Regions from separate parts of the Mus musculus genome. Here all the other regions are linked to region 1. Evidence: chromatin contacts called from public promoter capture Hi-C data. All regions are on one chromosome and are shown on one strand. Each heading gives the region's core, a stretch centred on a gene start, on an enhancer-like site or on the middle of the called end of the contact. The rest is flanking DNA. Distances are from core to core; before and after follow the strand shown.

Evidence for each region. Promoter capture Hi-C pulls out the DNA fragments that hold promoters and counts their contacts. Capture Hi-C pulls out chosen DNA fragments and counts their contacts.
Region 2: a promoter capture Hi-C map of liver shows a contact between it and region 1, with 5 times the contacts expected there. The contact joins the promoter of 4930405A21Rik here to the promoter of Raly in region 1. A contact is called at or near these places in 2 of 39 promoter capture datasets (liver and pre-B cells), 2 of 115 datasets of contacts at active chromatin or transcription factors (cardiomyocytes and thymic regulatory T cells) and 1 of 9 other capture datasets (liver).
Region 3: a promoter capture Hi-C map of pre-B cells shows a contact between it and region 1, with 2.9 times the contacts expected there. The contact joins the promoter of Tm9sf4 here to the promoter of Raly in region 1.
Region 4: a contact with region 1 is called in a promoter capture Hi-C map of pre-B cells, with 4 times the contacts expected there. The contact joins the promoter of Scand1 here to the promoter of Raly in region 1. A contact is called at or near these places in 2 of 39 promoter capture datasets (liver and pre-B cells) and 1 of 484 Hi-C or Micro-C datasets (B cells).
Region 5: a promoter capture Hi-C map of pre-B cells shows a contact between it and region 1, with 3 times the contacts expected there. The contact joins the promoter of Asxl1 here to the promoter of Raly in region 1.
Region 6: a promoter capture Hi-C map of cranial neural crest shows a contact between it and region 1. The contact joins the promoter of Phf20 here to the promoter of Raly in region 1. A contact is called at or near these places in 2 of 39 promoter capture datasets (cranial neural crest and pre-B cells).
Region 7: a contact with region 1 is called in a promoter capture Hi-C map of liver, with 2.3 times the contacts expected there. The contact joins the promoter of Cep250 here to the promoter of Raly in region 1. A contact is called at or near these places in 1 of 39 promoter capture datasets (liver) and 1 of 9 other capture datasets (adipose tissue).

What each region holds. Positions count from the first base shown.
Region 1 is chr2:154,789,370-154,792,635 of GRCm38.p6, forward strand. It overlaps Raly (hnRNP-associated with lethal yellow), which reads left to right and starts at 1,741. Exons shown (of 8, transcript NM_001139511.1): 1 at 1,741-2,179.
Region 2 is chr2:156,719,102-156,722,367 of GRCm38.p6, forward strand. It overlaps 4930405A21Rik (RIKEN cDNA 4930405A21 gene), which reads right to left and starts at 1,808. Exons shown (of 4, transcript NR_040505.1): 1 at 1,605-1,808. All of the region lies in intron 7 of Dlgap4 (DLG associated protein 4), which reads left to right.
Region 3 is chr2:153,159,788-153,163,053 of GRCm38.p6, forward strand. Tm9sf4 (transmembrane 9 superfamily protein member 4) reads left to right here and starts at 1,514. Exons shown (of 18, transcript NM_133847.3): 1 at 1,514-1,784. The coding sequence starts at 1,770.
Region 4 is chr2:156,311,171-156,314,436 of GRCm38.p6, forward strand. Scand1 (SCAN domain-containing 1) reads right to left here and starts at 1,534. Exons shown (of 2, transcript NM_020255.3): 1 at 1,332-1,534; 2 at 676-1,232. The coding sequence starts at 1,178. The coding sequence ends at 750. It overlaps Cnbd2 (cyclic nucleotide binding domain containing 2), which reads left to right and starts at 1,303. Exons shown (of 13, transcript NM_027585.2): 1 at 1,303-1,629. The coding sequence starts at 1,363.
Region 5 is chr2:153,344,071-153,347,336 of GRCm38.p6, forward strand. Asxl1 (additional sex combs like 1) reads left to right here and starts at 1,760. Exons shown (of 13, transcript NM_001039939.2): 1 at 1,760-2,320. The coding sequence starts at 2,264. 2500004C02Rik (RIKEN cDNA 2500004C02 gene) reads right to left here and starts at 1,740. Exons shown (of 2, transcript NR_040318.1): 1 at 1,551-1,740.
Region 6 is chr2:156,194,915-156,198,180 of GRCm38.p6, forward strand. It overlaps Phf20 (PHD finger protein 20), which reads left to right and starts at 1,733. Exons shown (of 18, transcript NM_172674.2): 1 at 1,733-1,883.
Region 7 is chr2:155,954,989-155,958,254 of GRCm38.p6, forward strand. It overlaps Cep250 (centrosomal protein 250), which reads left to right and starts at 1,570. Exons shown (of 33, transcript NM_001130000.1): 1 at 1,570-1,669.

The DNA of each region.
Region 1 (3,266 bases), core at 491-2,990:
CAGGAAAAAAGCCAAGAAGTAACTGGAGCAAAATAGCAGACTAAAGCTTACAGTGTCAGGAGGGTGGCAGCGGGTGATAAGGTATTCAGGACCTTGTAGAATGTGCACAGAATTCCCAGTGGCAGCAGACTATCATCTGCAATCTTTTCTAATGGAAGCCACGACCGGAGCAGGGCACCAGTGGCAGCTTGCCTGACAGTGGGGCTGCAAGTTCAGAGAATGCTTCTCAGAGGAGGAGGCTCCTCCTGAATATGGGATGAGTGAAAAGGCTGCCTGAGGTGTTAGTTAATAGATTGCTATATCCAAAGTCTAGCGGTGGTGGCACATGAGGTGGAGGCCAGCCTGGTTTACAGAGTGAATTCCAGGAAAGCCAAGGCTACCCCGAGAAACCCTGTCTTGAAAAAACAAACGGACAAGGAAACCCAACAAAGAATAGATGGTATATTTGAGCAAATATAGGAAGACTGTTACACAGAGAGGGAAGTGAGGAGCTGGATAAAACCAGAAAAAGCAGAGGAGGTTGGTAGGGGCTGGACTGATTGATGGAAGTGTTTATTGATCACCATAGTAGGTCTGGAAACACAGTAATGTACAAAAACCAGTAAAGAATTCCTGGTCTTGGCGCTGGGGAGATGGTTTAGTGAGTAAGACTGATTGCTCTTCAAGGCTGAGAACCTGTTTGAATCACCCATTCCCGAACTCAAGAGGCCTGGCCTCGCTGTGATGCCAGCAGTTGGAAGGCAGAAGCAGGGAGGATTAGGAGTTCAAGATTATTCTCGGCTACAGAGCAAGTACAAAGCTGGCCCGGGCTACAGAGACCCTGCCTCAAACTCTGTCCTAATTCCCAACAGGTAATGAAATCACAGGTCTGAAGGGAATGGGGAATACAAATAAGTACGTCTCCAGCTTTCTGGGAGATTTGTGACTATAGCTGACAATGGTCCTCTTTGCTCTCAGAAGACCCCCTGATGGTCTGGAGAGGCAAATTGGGGATGTAAGTGGGAGAGACAGGAGACTGAAAAACTGATTCAAATGGGAGATCCTGACATGATAAATATTTAGGAGGAAGAACCAACACCCAGATTAAGTAAGAAAACATTTCATCCCATAAGGGCAAAACTACTTAATCAGGCTTTTTTTTTTTCCACCTTTGACGAGAGACCCCAGACATCGAAGCGTCTCCGCCCAACCCCAAGCCTTCCCAGCGAATGGTAGCATTCTAATTCCTAGAAAGTGAAATAACCGCTCCAATTGCTTCTGGCCCCTGCCGCACCGCCTCCAGCTAACAGAGAGGGCTCCATCTCCAGGCCTCGCCCAATCAAGCGCCACCCCCGCGCCGCGCTCCTCCCTTAGGATCTTCCTCCTTCCGGCTCCCGCCCAGGGTCTACCTCCGACTGTCCTGCCCGCGGTGTTACCAAGGCCCACCTCCTGCAGACCGGCGGCAACCTCTTAGCACCGCCTCCGCTTCCGTAGGCCCAAGCTCCGCCCCTCAGACTCCTCCCCTGGGCACGCTCTTCCCCCCCACCCCGGCTCCGCCCTCAGCCTGCTGCTCCTCCCTCGTGTCCTCCCGCCCGTCAGCCCTCGGGACCCCCTCCGCCCCGCCTTCAGCACCCGGCTGGTGGAAGCCACAAACTCCTTTCCCTCAGCCCCGCCTGCCTCCTCCGTCCCCCCACCCCACGCTAGACCCCGCCCCGGCCCCGCCCTCCTCCTCTGCGCGCCGAAGCTCTGGACCTTTCCAAAGCCCGGCGCGAGGGGTGTGCAGGGAGCCCACGCGTTTGGAGAGCCCGGCCCGTGCAGGGCGGCGCTGGGGACTGAGTGCTCGGGTGGCAGGATCCTATTCGGAGGACCGAGAGGAGAACCGGGTAGGAGCCGGGGCGGCGGGCAGGCCGAGTGCAGACGCCTGTCCAGCACTCCCCCTCCCCGCGCTCGCCCCATTGGTGGCGGCCGAGCGAAGGACTCGCGGCTGCGGGGCTCGCGCCTCTGTCAGTGCGGCGGGGCGCGCGAGCGGCGCGGGGTGCGGAGCCGAGGGAAGCCGAGGGGGCGGAAGCGGTCGCGACTCTCGCGCGTGTGCTCGGGCTCCTCACGCGGCGGCCAGGGCCGCCTCTTCCCTCCCGCCCTCCGAGAGCAGACGCGCCGTCGCCCTTCGGTGCCGCGCGGCTTCCTCCAGACCTCGGCGCGGGTGAGTGGGGGCCGCGGGCCGCTCCTGAGGAGTGCGGGCGGGCTGTTCCGTGTGCCTTTTTCGTTCCTCACCTCCTCGGGCGGGCCGGTGCCTATTTTTAGAAACTCTTTCTCTCCGCGGTCCCGGGAGTCCTGGGAGCCGGAGTAACTCTCGGCCCCCTCCCTCTGTGCTCCCTCCCGGGCCCGCCGCCCCGGGTCGCCTGCCCCGGGGCCACGCGCGCCCGCCCCTGGACGCCTGGTATTCGCAGCTCGCCTCCGGTCGGTCGGCCGGGCGCGGGCCGGGAGTTGGGGGTGGGCCGGTGCCCGCTCGGAAGTTGGAGTCTTTTGTGCTGCGCCCCGCCCCGACCGGCGAGGGGAGGAGGGGAGGGAGCGGAGGTTGCGCCGGGGAGGCCTCGGGCGGGCTGGGGCCTGGCTCTGGCCTGGATTGGGGCCCCGGGTTTCTTCCGGCTTTCCAGTCGGTCCAGCTCTTTGAGGTTCCCTTAGGCGCGCAAAACTGGTCCTTTCTTTTCCCTCACGGGTCTGTCTGAGCGCCTTTCTCGCTACCCTTGCCTAGCCTTTGCTCGGTGTCTTGTGGAGCGCGGAAGGGAACGGCCAGCCCTCGAACTGGGGGGCCGCGTCCCCCACTTTGCTCCAGCCCGAGCCTCAGTTTTCACCTGGGTGAAATGGGGTCAAGGAGGAACGCAGCCTCTCCGGGTGTTAGTGAATTCAGGGAGGGAGTTAGTACAGGGCAGAAGCGTTAAATGCCAACAGGTAACGTTTAACGAGACTGACCCAGGAACTTCGTGAATGTATCGCCTCATGTCCACACCGGTCTTCCAGAGCTGTCCCTGCTCACAGGAGCAGAAATCAAGGTTCAGAGACATGAAACCGCCGTAGAAGTACAAAGCTGTTAGTAACCGTTACTTATTTCCTGATAGGAAATCTCTTTGTGCAGAGGGCATTTTGATTTACCGTTAGTCTTAACACCGTATAGGTAAGAAAGGTAGGCTCCTCTCTGAGACATTGACTGAGAGACAGGGACTGATCTGCCATAGATAAAATCTCCTTTTGTTGCTATCAGAACTCTGAGGGAAAGTGGTTAGGAGGAA
Region 2 (3,266 bases), core at 558-3,057, 1.9 Mb after region 1:
GCAAGTGTGGGAGGAAAGGGTTTATTTGGCTTCCAGATCACAGACCATCATTGGAGGAAGTCAGGACAGGAACTCGAGCAGGGCTGGAACCCGGAGGCAGGAGCTGGTGCAGAGGCCATGGACCTTGCTGCTTACTGGCTGGCTTCCCCTGGTTTGCTCAGCCTGCTTTCTTATAGAACCCAGGACCACCATGAACTGGGCCCTCCCCGACTGATCACTAATTGGGGAAATGCCTTATAGCTGGATCTCATGGAGGCATTTCCTCACCTGAGGCTCCTTCCTCTCTGATGACTCTAGCTTGTGTCAAGTTGACACACAAAAGCAGGAATGCACAGCTTTTCACTGTTCAAATTTTCTTTTCTTTCTTTCCTTCTTTCTTTCTTTCTTTTTTTTTTTTTTTTTTTGGTTTTTCGAGACAGGGTTTCTCTGTATAGTCCTGGCTGTCCTGGCACTCACTCTGTAGACCAGGCTGGCCTCGAACTCAGAAATCCGCCTACCTCTGCCTCCCAAGTGCTGGGATTAAAGGCGTGCACCACCACGCCCGGCTTCAAGTTTTCAAGGGATTTACCAAAATGGTGACCCAAAGGGGAAACCAGCTGCCAGTCTATCTGGAAAGGACCCTTTACCCTCTCCTAGAAGCCCAGGCTCATGCAGGAGGGTCTGAGGCCTATGTGCCAGTGTTACACCTCAGGCCTGGGTCAGCCAACTGCTCCTCTATGCTAGCCTGACTTGGGCAAGGACTCAGTCAGTCACAAAATCGTCCCCATACACACCTTACAGGACCTGAGGCGGGGGGCTGGGAGGGGGGTGACCAACAGAGAAGGGTGCTGACATTCCTCTAGGACCAAGGTCTCAGACTTGGTGAAGTCCAAATTGAAGCTGCCAGTGAGTTAGTTCTTCTGTTCAAGAGAGTGAGCTGGATCAAAGGGTCAAAGACTTGCTGGTGAAAATTCTGTCTCTGCCTGGTTTCTCTCCAGGGGATACTCAGCACTGGGGAATCCCAAAGAGAAAGGGGGACTTGCCCAAGGTTATGCAAGAAGTGTTACTGAATCGAAAGGACACAGCAACACATGAGGTGTCATAGCCATTCAAGAATTTACTTTGTATTTTCACCTAAAGCAAATGAAACTGAATAGCATGGTGTAGCCAACTCCTGCTTTTAGAGTGCTTAGCACAGTGCTGGCATCAAGTAAGTTTGTTGCTTTTGCCATTATTGTGTCTTAATGCAAAAGGTAGACTGGAAACAGTGTTACCTTCTTCATTTCCCACAGTCCTCTGTCAGATCCCAGTACAGAAAGCAGGCAACCAGCGGGCTTGCCAGGCAGCAAAGATCTGTGCTTGGCAGAACCTTCTGTAAATGGACTGTCAGTCTGTGGGCGGGGAGGGGGCTCACTCGGTTGTCACATTTTACAGAGGCACAGAAAGGTTAAGCATCTAACCTAAGGTCACACAAGTGGGATACTGAACCCGTCCTTAGGACCCTTGGGAGCACAGCAAGGGATGAGGCAAAGAGGCAACTAGAAACTGCGCGGCTGAGTAGCTAGGACCCGCGTGCGGGACAGAAAGCCCACGGTGGGCTCTCTCCTCAGCCTCAGTTTCCCTACCTACAGCGAGGCGTCGCCACCAGGGTGAGCCCGCAGGGACGGACGGCCACTCCAACTCCCGTACAGACCACGCATTGCGTTCCAGCTGGAACCGGTTTGGCGGGGCGGTTCGAGAGGGCGGAGCCCCTCACTCGGGCATGCGCGAGTTGGCGCGGGCGCGCACTCCCTTTCAAGACCGGCCGGCCAGGGCGTGGGCCGCGCGGTACGCGTGCGCGCTTGCGCTGTGTCCCGCTTGCGCGCGCCCCCTGGCGGCCCCGGAATCCCGGGCGACGCGCGCGCGGCTGACGCGAGGGGCGGGGCCGGCGCGGGGCTTTAACCCGGAGGCCCCGCCTCTCGGGCGTACAAAACCGGAGCCTCGGGCCGGGCCGCGTGAGGGAGGAGGGTGAGTGCCCGCCGCTGGCCGCAGCTGCCGCCAGTCCATCCGTCACTCCGTCCGTCTGTCCGACCCACGTCGTCGCCGCCGCCGCCGCCGCCTCCTCAGCCCGGACGCCCGGGGCCCGCCCAGCGCCACCCGGAGCAGCCGCGGCCCCGCGAGGAGACGGGCGCCGCCTCCGCCCGGCCCTGCCCTGCCCCGTCTTCCCGTCTGTCCGTCTGTCCGTCCGCCCGCTCGCCCGCGCTTCCGTCCTTCTGTCGGGCCACTGGCCCTCGGGCCCGTGTCTCCGCTGAGCCCGCTTTGTCTCTCCCTAGCTCGCTGTCTCTTTGTCTCTGCTCTCGCGCTCTCGGCCCCTCCCTCGCTCCAGGATCTCGGGTCCCCTCTCCCAGCGCTCCTCTCCTCTCTTACAGCCACGGGTTCTGGCACCCCCATTCTTCTGGACTCCCTAGATCTTTTGGGGCCTCTCCTTCAGAACACACTCCACTCCCCCAGGCCTTTCCTGAGCTTACCACACATCTTGAGGGTCCTTCTTGATGCATGTGCCCCTGATTTCCTGGGGGTTATCTCCACCTAGTCCGCATTTCCCGGAGGGTTTCCCACTTCTCCGGAGCCTCCCATAGCTATCAGAACCTTTTACATCCCTTAGTGGTCTCCTTGAACCCCCAGTGTCTCCCCAGCTCCCTAACTTAAGAACCTCTGCCTTTCCTGGATTTGTCCGCTGTCGCTGTCACTGTCTCTCCTTGTTCTCCGAGCGTCCCACTTCTCTGGACCCGGTCCCCCCCACCCCCCTTGCTCTCCCTGCTTCTTTCACGCGTCTGTGTCGGTGGTCTCATTGCTGTCTCTAACGCCTGCCTCAGCCTTCTCTGCCCGGGGCTCTTGCTCCTTTGCTTCTCTGCCCGATCCCCTGTCGCCCCTTTTCTCTGCTCCTTGTCACTCCCTCTCCCTTTTCTGTCTCTGCCGGGTCTCTGGGTCTCTGACCCCCATCCGGCCCTCATGGCTTTGTGTCTGGAGCTCTTGAAGCAATGTGAGTGGTGGGGTGTCCGGGTCGGGCCGGGCGGAGTCATCCCGCAGGCTGGCCGCGGCAGAGGCTCCATGGGGTTGGCGCTGGGGCAGGGGCTGGCGCTGGGGTAATGAGGCTGTGGGGCCTCTGGACCAGGGGAACAAGGATGGTGGGGCCAGGCTGTCTGGCGAGGGGGTTGGGGGGAAAGGGCCTTCCTGCCCTGAGGCTTCTGCTTGAGTTGCTTAAGTGTGTGGAGTGCGCCCTGGGCTGGGTATCCCTGCTGGTTTGG
Region 3 (3,266 bases), core at 264-2,763, 1.6 Mb before region 1:
TAACTGTCAGGTGGGGTTTCTAGAACTCTGTGAGGAATGACATAGACCTGTCTATGCAGCAGGACACCCAGCCATATTTATATCCTTGGGAGGAAGGAGAAGCTTCAAGCCTCTTACAGCCTAGACACAGAAGTGGAAGACACTTATAATTCACTCTATTTGGTCAAAGCAAGTAACTTAACCCCAGCATTCAACAAGAGAAAAAAATTCACCTTTTGACAGGAGAACCAGTATGCTCATAACATGCAAGAAGGAGAGGCTTGTTAGTAGACATTTATGCAGAAAAAAATCCACCACGGTAGTAATCAGTACTGACCACAGTGGTGGTCAGAGCTCAGCTGTTCCTTGCCAAGGTGCAGAAGAGATAACTAAAAATCTTAAGACCAGTTTTGGCACAGTACTTAAGCAATGCTGAGTTTTCTGTTTAGCCCGTGGCTCTCTTTATGGCTCAGGATGGTCTTGAACTCACCATGCCTTCCTTCCTCAGCATCCTGAGCGCAAAAATTACCAGTGTGAGCCACTGAACACGGATAATGATAAAGATGATAGTAACGATGATGACTGAGGCAAGGTCTCACATGTCCCAGGATAACCATGAACTCTTCTTGCTGGACCTTCTGAGTTTGGGGATTACAAGTCCCAGTGCTAAAGATTAGGCAGGCTATCTGCTAAATTAACTATATCCTCAGAACTCATTACTACTCTCTTAACAGCTTTTTGGATCCATCTAAGAAGACCGCACTGGCTCTTTGTACACTTTACAGTGGTATATATGAACCAAACAGTCTTTCTCCATTATGATCCTTTGAGTCCTCCCCAGACCCTTTTAAGTCAATACTGGAAAGTTAAGTTTAAGATGGTTAAGTGACTTGCTTCAAGTCATACATTAAGCCAGTTAGAATGGAGAAGTCCACATTGAAAAATGTCTCCTTTCACTAAGTGTTCTGCTTTTCATTCACTCATTTAACAAAGCATATTGTTTGGGACACCTACCATATGTGTGAAGGAATGTACATACGTTATATAATGACAATTATTTATTGAATACTTTATATGATTGTGTCAGTGGATACTTAACATAAGCCAATTATAAAAATAATCTAGAGCTGGGCGTGGTGGCGCACGCCTTTAATCCCAGCACTCGGGAGGCAGAGGCAGGCGGATTTCTGAGTTCGAGGCCAGCCTGTCTCGGAAAACCAAAAAAAAAAAAAAAAAAAAAAAATCTAGAAATCTCTGCCCCATTTCACTGACGACAAAAACGCAGTGTAAGGGAAAGACAGAGTCCTACCTTCATAGTTATTACGGCCGATTAGTAAGACTATATTATAGTCAAATAAATATTTAAACATATAATTACAAATTACTCTAAATCAGAAGCTGTCAGAGAGGGTTTACCATGCTTTCCGTTTCACAATTAAGGTCCCGGGTAACCCTGGCAACGACTCTTTCTGCCAATACTAAAGAAAGCATCCAGGGAGCGCGCCTATTTCCACACACCCCCATTACCCACAATGCAAAAGGAGTAGGCGGAGGAGCGGGTCTGCCAGAAGTCAATATGGCTCCAATAGTTACACCGTACGTTCTCTTCACCTAGTCAGAGACCTCACTGCCAAGGCCAATCTGCCAAGGAGAAATTAAGCTTCTTTTACCTCCTCACTACTGCGACTACAGAAGAATCTGAAGCCAGGAGTCCCCTTAGTGGAGCTACACTCCGTAACCACAGAAGCACCACTTCCGCTGACGTCATCACGCCGACACGTGGATCCAAGATGGCGGCGGCGATGGTGAGTGAAGGAGACTCCGGGAACCGGAGCTGGAGCAGGGCCCCCCTGGATAGCCCAGGACCTTCCAGCGCCCCATGCCTGGTTCCCAGCCTCCTCCAGAACCCCTGCTCGGGTTACCCTTGACTGGGTCGGCCTCTACAAAGTCCCTTTCTCTAGCCTTGGCATGGCATCTAGGCTTGTCAGGGCCTGGAGTTTTAGGGGAGGTGCCGCTTGGAAGGAAGACTTCGGCTCATGCCTTCACGGTTCTCATTTCAGCTTTCGTTCCCGCCCCTTGTCACCCCTATTTCCCATTTCTTCCCCTCCAGGCTTTGTCTCCTCCCGAGAGGCCCCCGTTATTTCTGCCTTCGCTCCTCCTCCTCACGTTCATACCCAGCTCTCCACATACCCATCAGCCTAACCAGTCTGCGGGTGCCACCTTGCTCGCACCAGCCCGAGCCTTGTCCTTACCTGCACCCTCAGCGGTTCCCATAGCGCATCCCGCTTGATTGCTGCTGTACCAGGGCATCCCATGCCCATCATCCCATCCCCAGGCCCTGCCCTTCTCCTGCCTTTTCTGTCAAAATCTGTCTCTCCTAAAGTGCTTTTATCCGATTGGTTCTTAAACCCCACTGTGCACGGGGATCTTGGGTTGTTGGTGGGGAGGCATGTTTAAATAGTTTCCTGAGCATCACTCCCAAAGATTGCAATACCTTAGGCCATGCTCAGGAATCTATAGTCTCACAAACAGTCCTGTGTTTATAATGGAGGTGGTCCCTGGGTTACCGTTTAAAAACACCTCTGGCCCTGCCTGTCTGTATCCCCCTCCCACTCCACACAGCTCCTTACAGATAAAGGGTCACTATCATGAAGCTGACTAGAATTAAGTCTCTTTGTGGATGAGAGTGGAGGTAATATACCTGTGCCTGAAGGATGAGTCACTAGCTGACTTCTGTTTATCAACCACAGAATTAAGTTTTTGAAGGTCAGATTTTCTAAGAGAAGTTCACCTCAAATTCTGTTTGCCAAGAAATGAGAACAAAAGTCGAAAGTGAATTTTCCTGGGTGGTCTTGTACATTGCTGCCTCAGAAGATAAAATTAATTCCATCGTGGTAGTGAATGACAAGAAAGACTCAGAGAAAAAGCTTGTGACATTTGACTCTACTGAAGGAAAATTCTTGCTTAAGTTATTTGATGTTGGTTTTCTCTAAACAGGGCCAGGTTAATTCATGAAAGGAGTCTGTCCTGTTAGCAGACGGCTGACTTTTTTTTTTTTTTTTTTAAATTAGGTTCCTTGTTTATAACCCCAGAAATCAGGTAAAAATGTTCAAGGTTTTGCGGATTGTAACCCCTTTTGTGGAGCACTTGCTTGAGCGTACCCAGGAGCCTAAGTTCGATATTTGGCTCTGTTTAGGGGAAAAGCAGATTCAAAGCTTTCCCTGGTTTCTGTGGCCACAGACTTCAGTATGAATCATGAAGAGGGGTAAATCCCTAAAGTGGGATGT
Region 4 (3,266 bases), core at 284-2,783, 1.5 Mb after region 1:
TTTTCAAAAAAAAAACTTACCAGGTAACCGTTGGAAGAAGAGGCTATTTCCAACAAGATTACTGGGAAAACACTGTTGTCCAGTTGTACTGATTCCAGTTACTGATCTTTAAGCATAAAGTGAAACGAGAGTTCGCTTTCCTTGGCAATATCAGTTCTGTTGCTTGAGTTTGTTTTTGAGAGGGTCTACATAGCCCTGGCTGGAACACACTATGTAAAAACCAGGCTGGCCTCAGAGACCCTCCTGCCTCTGCTTCCTGAGTGCTGAGGTTTAAAGTATGAGTCACAACAACCAACTAAATAAAGCATTTAATAGGGCCAGTTATTTTACTGCTCAGCTTCGAAACCGCTGTGTACTGCCATCTGCTGAAGCTCGGATACTAGATAGTGTGAGGCAGAGGGGAGAATAGAAGGCTAGAAAACTGAAACCTCATTAACATGGCCTTTTGCAAAACAAAACTCATGCAGGTTTAGAAAAACTGAATGTGGTCTAGATCTAGGTAGATTTCCTGCCTAAGGGCACAGCTTCGCGCAAATGCAGTGGTCCAGGAATAGCTAATCAAAAGCCTTAATCTTACAGGTTCCCAGAATCCTCTAGCTATCAGCTGGAAAGGTGGGCAACAAGTTCGTAAAATAAACCCAATAAATAAAGAACGAACGCAAGACACAGCAGACATGGGAGCTGTCAAAATTCAACTTTTATTAACTCAGGGGTAGGGTGTCAGTCCAGGGAGCCCCAGGCTCCGCCGCTCAGCCGGTGATGCGCACGTCCGCGCGGCGCCGCAGCCGCCGAGCCCGGGCCGCCTCCGGTAGAATGGCCTGCAGCTGCTCCTGCACCAGCATCTCCACGATCTGCTCCTTGGTGCGGATGTCCGGCCGCAGCCACTGGCGGGACAGCTCCCGCAGCTGCCGGAAGGCTTCCCGGGGCCCGGCCGCGTCCTGGTAGCGAAACTGCCGGAAGCGCTGGCGAAAGGTCTCGGGGCCGGGCCGAGAGGCTCCGGGCCGCAGGGCGGCGTCAGCGTAGGGCGCCGTGTTCAAAGCTGCGGGCGCGCCGGGGAGCTCCGGGGCCGGGGAGCTCCCGGAATCGGGCGACGGGGCCGCACAGTCGCCGGCTCCTTCCTGCTGCTCGGGAGGCGCCGCGGGGCTTTGGGGGTCCTGGCTGGGCTGCGGCGCCGCCATGACTACGGCTGTTGGCGTCCCCCTTTGTTTCGCAGTCCGGCGCCTCGCCTGCGTCTGCACCGGAAGGAGGTAACAGAGGGCCGCTGAAGGGCAGGGCCCGGGCACCCCAGCGGGACGCGGACTCAGGACAGGCTGCGGGCAAGCCCAGCTTACCTCGACCCGCGAAGCTCCTCGGTGGCCGGAAATGAACCGATCCGCGAATCCGGAAGCCGCCTCCTCTACCAGTCACGTGAAGTTTGATCTGGGGAAGTCCGTAGACATCAGCTCTACTGACACTAAGGATGGCGGCACTGCAAGGTCCCCATTGGAGCCGGCGGACAAGTCGGACACGACAGAGTCGAAATCTGAGTCGGGATCGGATTCCAGATCAGAGGAAGACAAGGAGAGTCCGGCCTCGATTAAGGAGATAAAGGCGGAGACACCCCAACCGAAGGACCGCCCTGGCGTGCAGGTGACCTGCGCCTCCTAGGGTAGATGCTGGTCCCTACTTGACCAGGCAGGATCTGGGGGTAGCGCTGACAGTCCTGGGTAAAGGAGGGTGATGGTTGGCTAGGGGATTGTCGGAGCTTGGGCGGATGCCCTGGGTGGGACAGCGGGACAGGGGCTCCAATTACTTTTAAAAAGATCTCTCAAGCCCGTAATCCTAGAGCTAAAGGACACCTCCTGAGCTATAAATTGAGCTGAGAATCTCATTAAACACACACACACACACACACACACACACACACACACACACACACACACACACATATACTGTCGCCTGCATAGGTGCAATTGATTTCACTTTATTTTGAGAAGGACAAAGTATTTGGGCAAGAGTCTTCAGACTTTCCTGCCCCCAAACAAGTGCTCAGGGCTTCTTTGTCATTGTTTTTGCTTGTCCTCGAAAACCAAGAGAAAGAGATTCAGTGGGTACTACTTTAACTTTAAGATTAATAAGTGGGGGGCTGGAGAGATGGCTCAGTAGTTAAGAGCACTGACTCCTCTTCCAGAGGTCCTGAGTTCAATTCCCAGCAACCACATGGTGGCTTACATCTACAATGGGCTCTGATGCCCTCTTCTGGTGTGTCTGAAAAGAACAGCGGTGAATACATAAAATAAGTAAATACATCTTTGAAAAAAGTTTAATAAGTAAACTGTAATTAACGATGTCCCAGATGGTGGCCATTAGCTTCTTGTATTTACTGAATCTTTGAAAGGTAAATACCCCGAAATTGAGATGTATTAAAATGTAGAATTACGCATGTGTCTGTAGGAAAAGAAAAATATTTTGTATTTATTACATATTTGAGTATGTTATGTAATTTTGTATATATGGGGGTCAAATAAACTATATTATTAAATTTTACCTGTGTCTTTTTACTTTTAAAATACAACTACTTTGAAATTTTTAAATTACACATACAGTTTATAGTATATCTTTGTTGACTAGCTGCTGTCTAGAGTGTCGGAATCAGGTGTCAGGAAACATCTTTTCTTTGCTTTAACACCCCCAGCAATAAATAGTGCCTGCCTCACAGTTGTCAGGTGGAGTAAATCAAGCTCTGGAAAAGACAGAGCTTTCAGAGCTAGGGAGATGGAGCGGTTGGTAAGGATGCTTGGGATGATGGGATGAGATGAGCGTGGTACCCAAGCATTGTGAGTCCACAGCTCTGGGCAGCCCACGAAGTTCTAGGCTTCTATCCTCCTCCGGACAACTAAGTCTTCCAGAATGACCGGGTTCATTCAGCTTCTCTTGGCTTCTGACTGAATTGCTCTGCTTGGCCTCATACTAACTTTGGCACTCTCCTCCTCCCCCTCCTCCTCCTCCTCCTCCCCCTCCCCCTCCTCTTCCTCCTCCTCCTCTTCCTCCTCCCCCTCCTCCCCCTCTCCCCTCCTCCTCCTCCTCCTCCTCCTCCTCCTTCTTCTTCTTTTCTTGAGACAGGGTTTCTCTGTATAGCCCTGGTTGTCCTGGAACACACTCTGTAGACCAGGCTGGCCTTGAACTCAGAAATCCACCTGCCTCTGCCTCCCAAGTGCTGGGATTAAAGGCGTGAGCCACCACACCCGGCTCTTGGCACTCTGTTCTAATCTTCTGGCTCATTCTGT
Region 5 (3,266 bases), core at 510-3,009, 1.4 Mb before region 1:
ACTATAAGCAAAACTACCAAAGGCCAGGGTTAGTGGGGCATGCATTTTAATCTCACATGTATTAATGGGAGGCAGAGGTAAGACAATAGAAGCCCATTGACGCCAGCCTGTCCATATTGTGAGTTTTTGTTTCAAAATAAAAAAATAGTGAAATGGTGTTAGGATATGCTCAGGGATTGTGGGAGGTCCTCAGTTCAACTCTCTCCCCACCAACAGAGTCCTAATATACACCTAATTTAATCCCAGCACTTGGAAGGCAGTGGCAGGTGGATCTGAGTCCAGAGCTAACCTGGTCTACACAGTGAGTTCCAGGCCAGTCAGGTGTCTGTCTCAAAAACAAAACCTAAAATGTCAAAAACAATAACAATAAAATAATTTTAGATGTAGTTCTCCCCTCGCTTTTGGGATGAAATGAGAAGAGTGTTTCTGTTTATTGAATTTGAGTCTTGGGTGAGCACTAATAAGGACCGCTGAGTCCTTTAGGTACAAGGGTTGGACTGCTGGGTGATTTCTTCGTCTCAGCACTGGCTGCCTGTGTACTAACACCACAAGAGTACAGGGTGTTTTTTTACCCACATAAACCTTTCAAAAACTGTAAAACCTGGCCATCAATCCAGTTCAAGACTGTAGAGATGTTTCTGTACTTTGGGCCAACAAACACAGAAAAATAATGTTCTGGGTGCTTCAAACCTTATCATCCTGTCACTGCAATCAAGGAACAGAGGCTCCATTGCCCACTGTGTAGTAATAACAGCTCTCATTTATTCTACAGCAGAAGCCAAATTACATGAGCCTAATATCAGGATCTTCCACATTCTCTCCCATCTTCTAGATACTTCATGCTAATTTGTACCCCATCAAGGTTGTGGGATACTATGCTAACATTGATCAAACAGGCTCAGCGGGGTTAGGAGTAGTCAAGGAGTCACAACTAGGATTCTAAATCTAGGTTGGCTGACATTAGGACTTGACCTCTCTCCGGGCAACTGCGTCTAAATATACACTCAGGTGCATTTAGATTTCTGTGGATGGACCTTCAGTGTTTACCTACTATCGGATCATCAAATTCACCTGGCGGCAACGCTGCTGGAAACTGCAGGTGCATTCTCTGCAAACACACAGAGGTATTACAAGAGGAAATGGGTTAATCACCTAAGTCGGTCAATCGTGCAATAACCGTTTTACTGATATGAGTGTCTCTTTGCTTATTACTATGCGCCAGTTGACTCATTTAAGGGTGGGCCAAAAAGAAAAGTCCTGCTTTTTGTCACCCACCAGAAGTCCAGAAGAGAACTGTGTATGCGGTGGGGGATGGTGCAGTGGAAGCAGGGTAGCAGACTACCAACTCCAGATCCGAAACCGCACTGGACCCGCCACCAGAATCAAAAAAAAGCTTTGAACGGGTTAACCGCGCGCGCGGCCAGGGGGGAGTCCAGCCACCGCCCCTTCCCAGCACCACCTCCCAGAAACCCTCAGGCCTCCGCTAGTTCCCGAACCTCGCGAGACCCCGCCCCATCTTTTTCTGACCGACTTCCCGCCCCCTTCTTTACCGTGCTTGGAGCGCAGCGGGGTACGGAAGAAAGTGGGCGGAAAACAGGAGCCCGGGGCACTCCGGGAAATGTGGTCCAAGCACTTGAGGCAGCCATTTTCTTCCGGAGAGGGGTAGGCCAGGAAGCCAGTGAGGACTACAAATCCCAGCCACCCTTTCGGTTTGTTTTTGTTCAAAAAAAAAAAAAAAAAACCCACACTCCCCCTCCTCACTCTTCTCTCTCACACACACGCGGGCACACACATACACACACATACCCACGGCAGACACGCACGCATCCGAGCGTCGAAAGGAAAGCCGCGTCTCGCCATCCGGGCCCGCCCGCCACTAGTTCGCTCTTGGGTTTCCCAGCAGCGCGGGAACGCGGAGGCCGGAGCCGTGACCTCTGACCCCGTGGTTATGCGGAGCCGCCGCATTCCTTAGCCATCGCGGGGCTGCCGCTGCCGCTGCCACCGTGGGCGACTGACGCAGCGCGGGCGCGTGGAGCCGCCGCCGCCCCTCCCCCCAGCGCCACCCTCGCGCCGGGGTCTCGCTCTAGCCAGTCCCGGTGCGCCCGCCCTCTCCGGCCGCACCCGAGCCCTCGCACGCGCCGCCGCCGCCACGCGCCCCCCGCCGCTGCCGCCGCCTCCGCCCCAGCCCCGCGCCGCCACCGCCCCAGTCCGCCCCGCCCGAAGGACCCGCGTGGAGCCGCCACCGCCGCCGCGGAGGAGGAGGATGAAGGACAAACAGAAGAGGAAGAAGGAGCGCACGTGGGCCGAGGCCGCGCGCCTGGTGAGCCGAGCTGCCCGGGGGGCCGCGGCGGGGGGCGTAGGGGGTGGGCTCCGCGCGGCTCCCCGGGCGGGGGAGGGGCGAGGCCCTGCCCACCGCAGCAGGGGGCGGGGCCGCCCGGGTGTGGAGCTCCCGAGGTCCCGGGCCCGAGGAGGCTGGGACGCCTTTTCTCTGCATCCCCCCACCCCTTGAATTCCTGCGGAGGGGCGAGCTGGCAAGCGGCTCCTCCCCCCTCCGAGCGCCCGGGCGCCAGTCTCCCCTCCCCCCACGTTGGCAGCAGCAGCGGGGGGTCCCGGGGAAAGCGCCCGTTTATTCTTCTGCGGGGAGTTAGGTTTCCGGGAAAGGTCGGAAGTGCTTCCCCGGACTTCTTCGTGGGCAGAGGTGTGTGGGTCACTAAGACACCGTAGGGGTGGGAAAAGTGCCCCTGGTTTCAAGGACGCGAGAAGCATTTAGAGCGTTGGCAATTTAAACCAGGTGTGTGTCGGAAAGCAGTCGCTAAGGACCGATGTGAACCCTGAGTAGTGGTTCTCAAACTACTAGAGTGCCCGGTGGGAGCATACCTGGGGACTTTGTTTCAAACATTGGCACTAGGGCTCATTTTAAACACACTGAACTCGAGATTCCTCTGAGAAACAGTACTTTAGGCAGCTGCTTAAGCGATTGTTATGCCGGTGACCCTCGAATATTTAAATCACACTGAGCCCTGTGACTACAATGGGGGGTAGGCAGTTTGCAGAGGAGCAGAATACACTTTGCCAAGAATGTGTATCTGTTTGAGGCTTCCCTTCTGAGGGTTTAGTTAAAAAAAAAAAAAAGTAAATAGGTTTTTGAGCTCGCTACCTGCCCAGAGGATTTGTGGCTTTTCTGTTTCCCAAGCTTCAGTAGACTTGTGCGATAGCTTTCTTTTGGACTCAAAATACAAAGCCAAAAGACCGGAGGCATGTTCTTA
Region 6 (3,266 bases), core at 483-2,982, 1.4 Mb after region 1:
CAGATCTAGGATCCCAATAAAAGACAAGCCATGAACTGTATAGTTAACAAAGCCCTATTCTCCACCAATGGAAGGGCTAAGAATGCTACCACATAGCATTTAAGCCCTCCAGCTGAGATTACTCCATTTTACTCTAACTACTTACTTAATGTTTCTACTAATTTCTTGTTGTTTTGTGCTTTTGTGTTTTGTTTTTTTTCTTACTCTCTCTCTCTCTCTCATTTTTTGTTTTTGTTTTTGTTTTTCTTCTTTGAGACAGGATTTCTCTGTGTAGCCCTGGCTGTCCTCCTGGAACTCACTTTGTAGACCAGGCTGGCCTCAAACTCAGAAATCCACCTGCCTCCTGAGTGCTGGGATTAAAGTCTTGTGCCACCACGCCTGGCCTTTTTTTTTTTTTGGTTTTAAGGCATTTATTGTAGAAAGGCAGAGAGAGGAAGAGAGTAGGGAAGGCTGAGAGTAAGAGCAAGAGAATAAGAGGTAAGAGAGTGTTCTCTTTGAGAGAGGCTTTCTCTTCATAACCCTAGCTGTCCTAGAATTTTCTATGTATGGGATTAAAGGAGCCACCACACCTGGGCTCTACTAATAAAATTTTTATTTTATCTTATTTTTATTTTTTATTTTTGGTTTCTTTGTATACTCCTGGCTGTCCTGGAACTCACTCTGTAGACCAGGCTGGCCTCCCAAGTACTGGGATTAAAGGTGTACGCTGCCACCACCGCCCGGCTTTTTTTTTTGGGGGGGGGGGGCAAATGTTTTGCTTGGAGAGCTATGCTTTTGTGTGAAGAATGACTTTTTTTTTTTTTTGAGACAGGGTTTCTCTGTATAGCTCTGGCTGTGGTGGAACTCACTCTGTAGAACAGGCTGGCACTACACGAAAACAGTGAACAATGACTTTAATCTCAGTATGTCAGGGGCAGAAATGTGGATCACTGTGAGTTCAAGACAAACCTGTCTATACACTGATTTCCAGTCTAGCCAAGGCTACACATATTGAAACTGTTTCAGAAACAAACAAACAAACAAACAAAAACAGCATCAAGTGTGGTTAGATGAGCAAAGGCTTAGATTGACAAGTAGTGTAGGGACATGATGCGATTAGACATAATTTAAGAAGTGCAAGTTTGGTTGCTCCCAGTGTCAAATCAAAGCATGATCGCCTCAGTAAATAGCAATTTTACCACTTCTCGTTAGCACTTGCTAAGTCCCACTGGAGAAACCTCTTTTTTGTTGTGGCGGCATCTTGGACCTTGCTCCCTAGAGACAAAATTCGGCTTTTTCTTTTCAGTTCCCGTTGGAATCCTTTTCTAAGGATGAGAGAGAGCAAAGGCAGAGGTGAGAAGGTTCAGATGAGGACTTGATAGGGGCAGAGCACAGAGGGCGGACTGGTGACAATCGATCTTGAAGATTTAGCTCTTCTTCTGGAGAAGGAACAAGTCGTTCTGATAAGCTCTTGCGTGTGAAGAGCGGATTGGAAGAGGGAAAGTAGTGAGCTGTAAAGACTACGATCTCCGTGGAGCGTGGTGACAGACGGGGTAGAGGGAGGTGGGCGACTTTCCACCATTTAGAAGGAGAACTAAGAGGGTACATAGGCAGCACCCAGGCCAATGCTTCTGGTGACCTCAGCCGTCACGGGTGAGTGCGGACTCGGCGTTCCCGCTTCAGGGAGGTGGGCGTGGCTTGCTCGCGCTGTCGTCCTGGCGACCGGGAGGGGCGGGGCCCGGGGCGGGGCTGTAGGGAGGCTGCGTCACTCGGCGGTGGAGATGGTGCGTGTGTGTGGGGGGCGGGGGATACGCTGGGCGCGTCCCCGGGGTCACGTGGTGCGCAGCGCGCACAGTCCTTCTGTCGGTTGGTCTGGAGCGGCGCAGCAGGAGCGGGGCCGTGAGGTGAGCTCGTGGCGAGGCGCGGCGACGCGAAGCCAGCTGGTTGGGGCCGTGTTGGGGGCAGGCCCCGTGCCGCGCGCGCGCTGTGCGGGCGGGACCGGGGACGGACGCCCCGGCCACTGCGGGACCCTGGCTCACTCCTGTTCCCCGACTGGCCCCCGGATCACCCAGCCCCGGAGGGAGGCCCGGGGACCGCTGCTGAGAGCGTGGCGGGCGTGCGAGCGTCGCCCAATCACTGCGGCTACCCGCGGGAATGACGGCCGCTCAGGCCAATCAGCGGGGCCCGAGGGGGCTGGGCCGCGAGGTGCGGGCCCGGGGCGCGGAACGGGGCAGTGGGGGTGGGGATGGGTGCTGAGGCTGCACCCCCTGCTTAGTCCGCGAGATAGGGGGAGGCCTAAGCTGCTGCCTCTGCCGCGGGGACGGGTTTTCGTGAAGTGCCTTTCTTATCCTGATCTGGGAAGCACACCCTTTCCTCACGACCCTGTATATGGGAGTGTCCCCTTTCTCTGTAGTTTGGAAAATCTGGGCGTCCCTCCACTCTTAAAATCTCTAATCTTGGGATTTTTCTCTCGATTTCTAACCGTCCCTGAAAACGGATTGAAATCATACTCTCTTTTCTTTGCTCCCCCATACTGAGGGAACACTCCTATATTCAAACCTAATTAACAGTTTTCCCTTTTCAATTTGGGGTCCAGTCCGTTAGTAGGTTCCTCAGAAATCAGGTCACTAACCAAAGTTATCTAATACTTTATTATTATTATTATATCCCACAACTCCAGGGAGGACGACCTCTGTCCAGGCCTCAGCTCTGGTATGTTTTCAGAAGTTAGTGAATGTGGGGGTCAGTTCTTTTTTTCTTAGTCCTTTAGTGTGGAATGCGCACCCCTTTCAGGCTCTTCTCCAAATCCTGATGCTTCTGGCACATAGTTTGCAGTTTCATCTGTAAGGGGCTTCACTAACGTGTCCTTAAGTATGTCTTGGGGCTGCACTCTTTGATGAGTTCTCCAAGCTACCTTGTTTCTCCGGGGGGGGGGGGGAGGGGATTTGTTTTCCTATCTGAGAGTATCTTTGCTTTCAGTGTCCCTTTAAGGTTTGAGATGCGCCTCTTTTAGCAGGAAACAGACCACCTTTGGGGCGCAGCAAGTACTTCTGGCACACTTTTCTCCTGAATCCTTTCATTCCTAAATGTGGTGCACCCCCCACCCACCCATTTTTCCCACAGCTTCCTTTTTTTTTTTCCTAGTTGAAAGCCATATTTATTTGGCCTGTGCAAATTCCAGGAAGTTATCCCTCTGCTTCCAATTTGTGGGACTTAGAGATCGAACTCAGATGGTCATTCTTGGCTTTAAGTGCTGAGGCATCTAGCTAGACAGTCCGTGTCGTGTC
Region 7 (3,266 bases), core at 320-2,819, 1.2 Mb after region 1:
TCAACACTTCTGGGCATCTGTTTTGTATCAGATGGCCTTGTACTGTGTGCTAGAGTCACAGATGCCCAAGAAGGACTCTGTCTCGTGTAGTTCCCATAGTGCATAATCATCTGGGGTATTTGCAAGAATGCAGATTCCTGGCTTCACCTTTGGTCTACTGAGTCTTCAGGAATTGAATCGAAGTGTCAAGTCCCACCTCGTGTCTTGGTATATACTGAGATGATTCATTTCTTTGTTTTTGCTTATTTGTTTGTTTTGTCTCTACTAAAATTATAACCAACTGGGAATCAAATAAAAATTTAATGCTGGCCTGGAGAGATGGCTCAGGGGTTATATAGCAGTGACTGCTTTTCCAGAGGTCCTGAGTTCAATTCTCAGCAACCTCATGGTGCTCACAACCATCTGTAATGGGATCGGACGCCCTCTTCTGGTGTGTCTGAAGACAGCTACAGTGTACTAATATAAATGAATAAAAAATTCACACACACACAAAAGAAAGAAAGAAAGAAAGAAAGAAAGAAAGAAAGAAAGAAAGAAAGAAAGAAAGAAAGAAAGAAAGAAAGAAGGGAGGGAGGGAGGGAGGAAGAAAGAAAGGAGGGAGGGAGGGAGGAAGAAAGAAAGAAAGAAGGGGAAGAAGGAAGGGAGGGAGGGAGGGAGGGAGGGAGGGAGGGAGGGAGGGAGGAAGGAAGGAAGGAAGGAAGGAAGGAAGAAAGAAAGAAAGAAAGAAAGAAAGAAAGAAAGAAAGAAAGAAAGAAAGAAAGAGAGAAAGAGAGAAAGAGAGAAAGAGAGAAAGAGAGAAAGAGAGAAAGAGAAAGAAAAGCCGGGCAGTGGTGGCGCACGCCTTTAATCCCAGCACTTGGGAGGCAGAGGCGGGCGGATCTCTGAGTTTGAGGCCAGCCTGGTCTACAGAGTGAGTTCCAGGACAGCCAGGGCTACACAGAGAAACCCTGACTCGAAAAACCAAAATAAATAAATAAATAAATGAAAAAAATCAATGCTAAGAAAATGCGTCAATAATGATTGTACAATATATTATCAAAATAACTCCCCGTTCCTAGCGGAACGCAGTCAAGTAGCGGTAGTCATAACCGGACAAAGTAGCCAACGACACAGTTGTTTGCGAATGTTCTGTTTCCTGGGGCTGCGTGGAGGATCAGTAAAGATCTAAAGCTGAGACATTCGTTTGCCCAGATTTAACTGGAGCTAGGTGCTTTCACCCAGTTACTGTACTTGGCTTTGTTGGTGAGACAGTGCGCAGGTGCACCGAGACCTTGGCTACACGCATGCGCAGTACTTAACTCTGAAGCCACAGGCGGGAGCTTACGGGCGAGTGTTTCTTCTCCACCTCAGAACGTTCAGTGCTAGAATTCAGAGACGGTGACTGTCTTTACTTTTGGAGAGCGACCTTGGTCTCACTATATCCCCCCCTTTCCTTTTGGGCTTCTCTAGTAAGTTGGCTGCCAGTACTTAATATGGCGAGAGGTTTGCAGCGGCGCACTCATTCCCGGCGCTCGGCTGGACTGGGCTGGGCGGTTCCCCACGAAAGGGCGGGAGTTTGACGGGCGGGGCCTGGCCTCCAGACTGAGGGCGGCCCCAGGCCGGGCCTGCAGGTTGCTGCAGCGGCCTCGGTAGCTGCGGAGCGCTTCGGGATCCCCGGGAACCGACTCTGGTGAGGTGGGCAGGGGCAGGCGGGAGGCGCTGAGCGTAACGGTCCGAGGTCCAGGGCCTGGGCGCCCGCGGGGATGTCGCCTGGACAGCGGCTTCCTGTATCCCGGGAGGCACCCCGGGCCCAGAGAGGGGCTGGGACCTGTCCCAGTGGTCGGGGCCTGCCTGCCTCAGTTTCCTGCTGCAGCCGCCGCCCAGAGAACCTCACACTCGGGTGGCCCACTGTCGTAGCCCGGAGCTGACGGGATGAGATGCTGCGCGCCCTGCGGATCACGCTCCGTGCACCCGGGAGTTTTGCAGCGCCCTGTGCTCATACGGCTTTGCATGTGATCTTCCCCTGAAAGTCCGCTCTCAGCCCACTGCCCCATTATCAGAACTTTGATTTTTCAGAACTCAAAGATCACTTCTTTAAAAATCTTTCTTGAGGCCTGCTCCAGGCTCAACTGATCAGATTCTTGCCTTTTGCGAACTTTGCCCAAGTCAGTGTTCTGCCACTCTTTCTTGTTCTGGGCTTGTTAGAAATCATGTCCTTTTTTTTCAACTCTTATGCCCTATGATGACTACTAGTAACTAAAAAAAAGTTACTGAATAGTCGAAAGATGACAGCTCTATTAAATGCATTACCTACAAAGGCCCCTTTAATCCATGCAGCGATCTATGGTGTGCGTTCTGTATATTCACGTTTTATGCACGAAGAAACAAGCACTTATAAATCAAGTTTCACAATGAGCTAGAACCCCCTACGAATATTATGACTTAACTAGATTGCCTTTAGTTTGCTGTTTATACGTTAGCCTGTAAGATATGGAGGTCAGGGTTGCAACTCACGTTTCAATAAAAGGGCTGCTTTTTTTTTTAACCCAGCGTCTTATGCAGCCAGTCAGTGTTGAGATTTCAGGCCTGTGAGTCTAGGCTGGGCCCTGAGAAAGCTTATGAAGTAGGATTGATAATATTACCAAATCGATAGTTTTCTTAACAAAAATCAAGGCCAGCTCTGCACTGTCTTACTGGTACATCTACACCCTGTGCTGCAGGAACATATTGTCACATTTTGCTCAAATTACCTCAGAAAGCTTCAGGTGTGGATGTCATTAATTCATTCCCCTTAGGAAATGCTCTGCAGTGCTGTGAGTTTTATATTTTTTGATTTTGGCAGCTAATGAAATGAGAATAGAATTTGGAATTGAATTAGACTTTGATTTCCGCTTTGCTACTAACCAGTTGCGCCTGGTGGACACGTGAAGGCTATAGAGGACGTTGTGGAGATGTCTTTAGCCTTCGTGTGGGTTAGAATCATTAGGCCAACTCCTTACCTGTGGAACCATGCTCCCATGTAAAAAATATTTAGTTTTAAGCCGGGTGTGGTGGCGCACGCCTTTAATCCCAGCACTTGGGAGGCAGAGGCAGGCGGATCTCTGAGTTTGAGGCCAGCCTGGTCTACAAAGTGAGTTCCAGGACAGCCAGGGCTACACGGAGAAACCCTGTCTCGAAAAACAACAAACAAACAAACAAAAAACAACAACAAAATTTTGTTTTAATTATGTGTATGGGGGCAGCAGAGTGGATACAAATGCAGGTATCAGAGCTGTAGACCTCCTGGA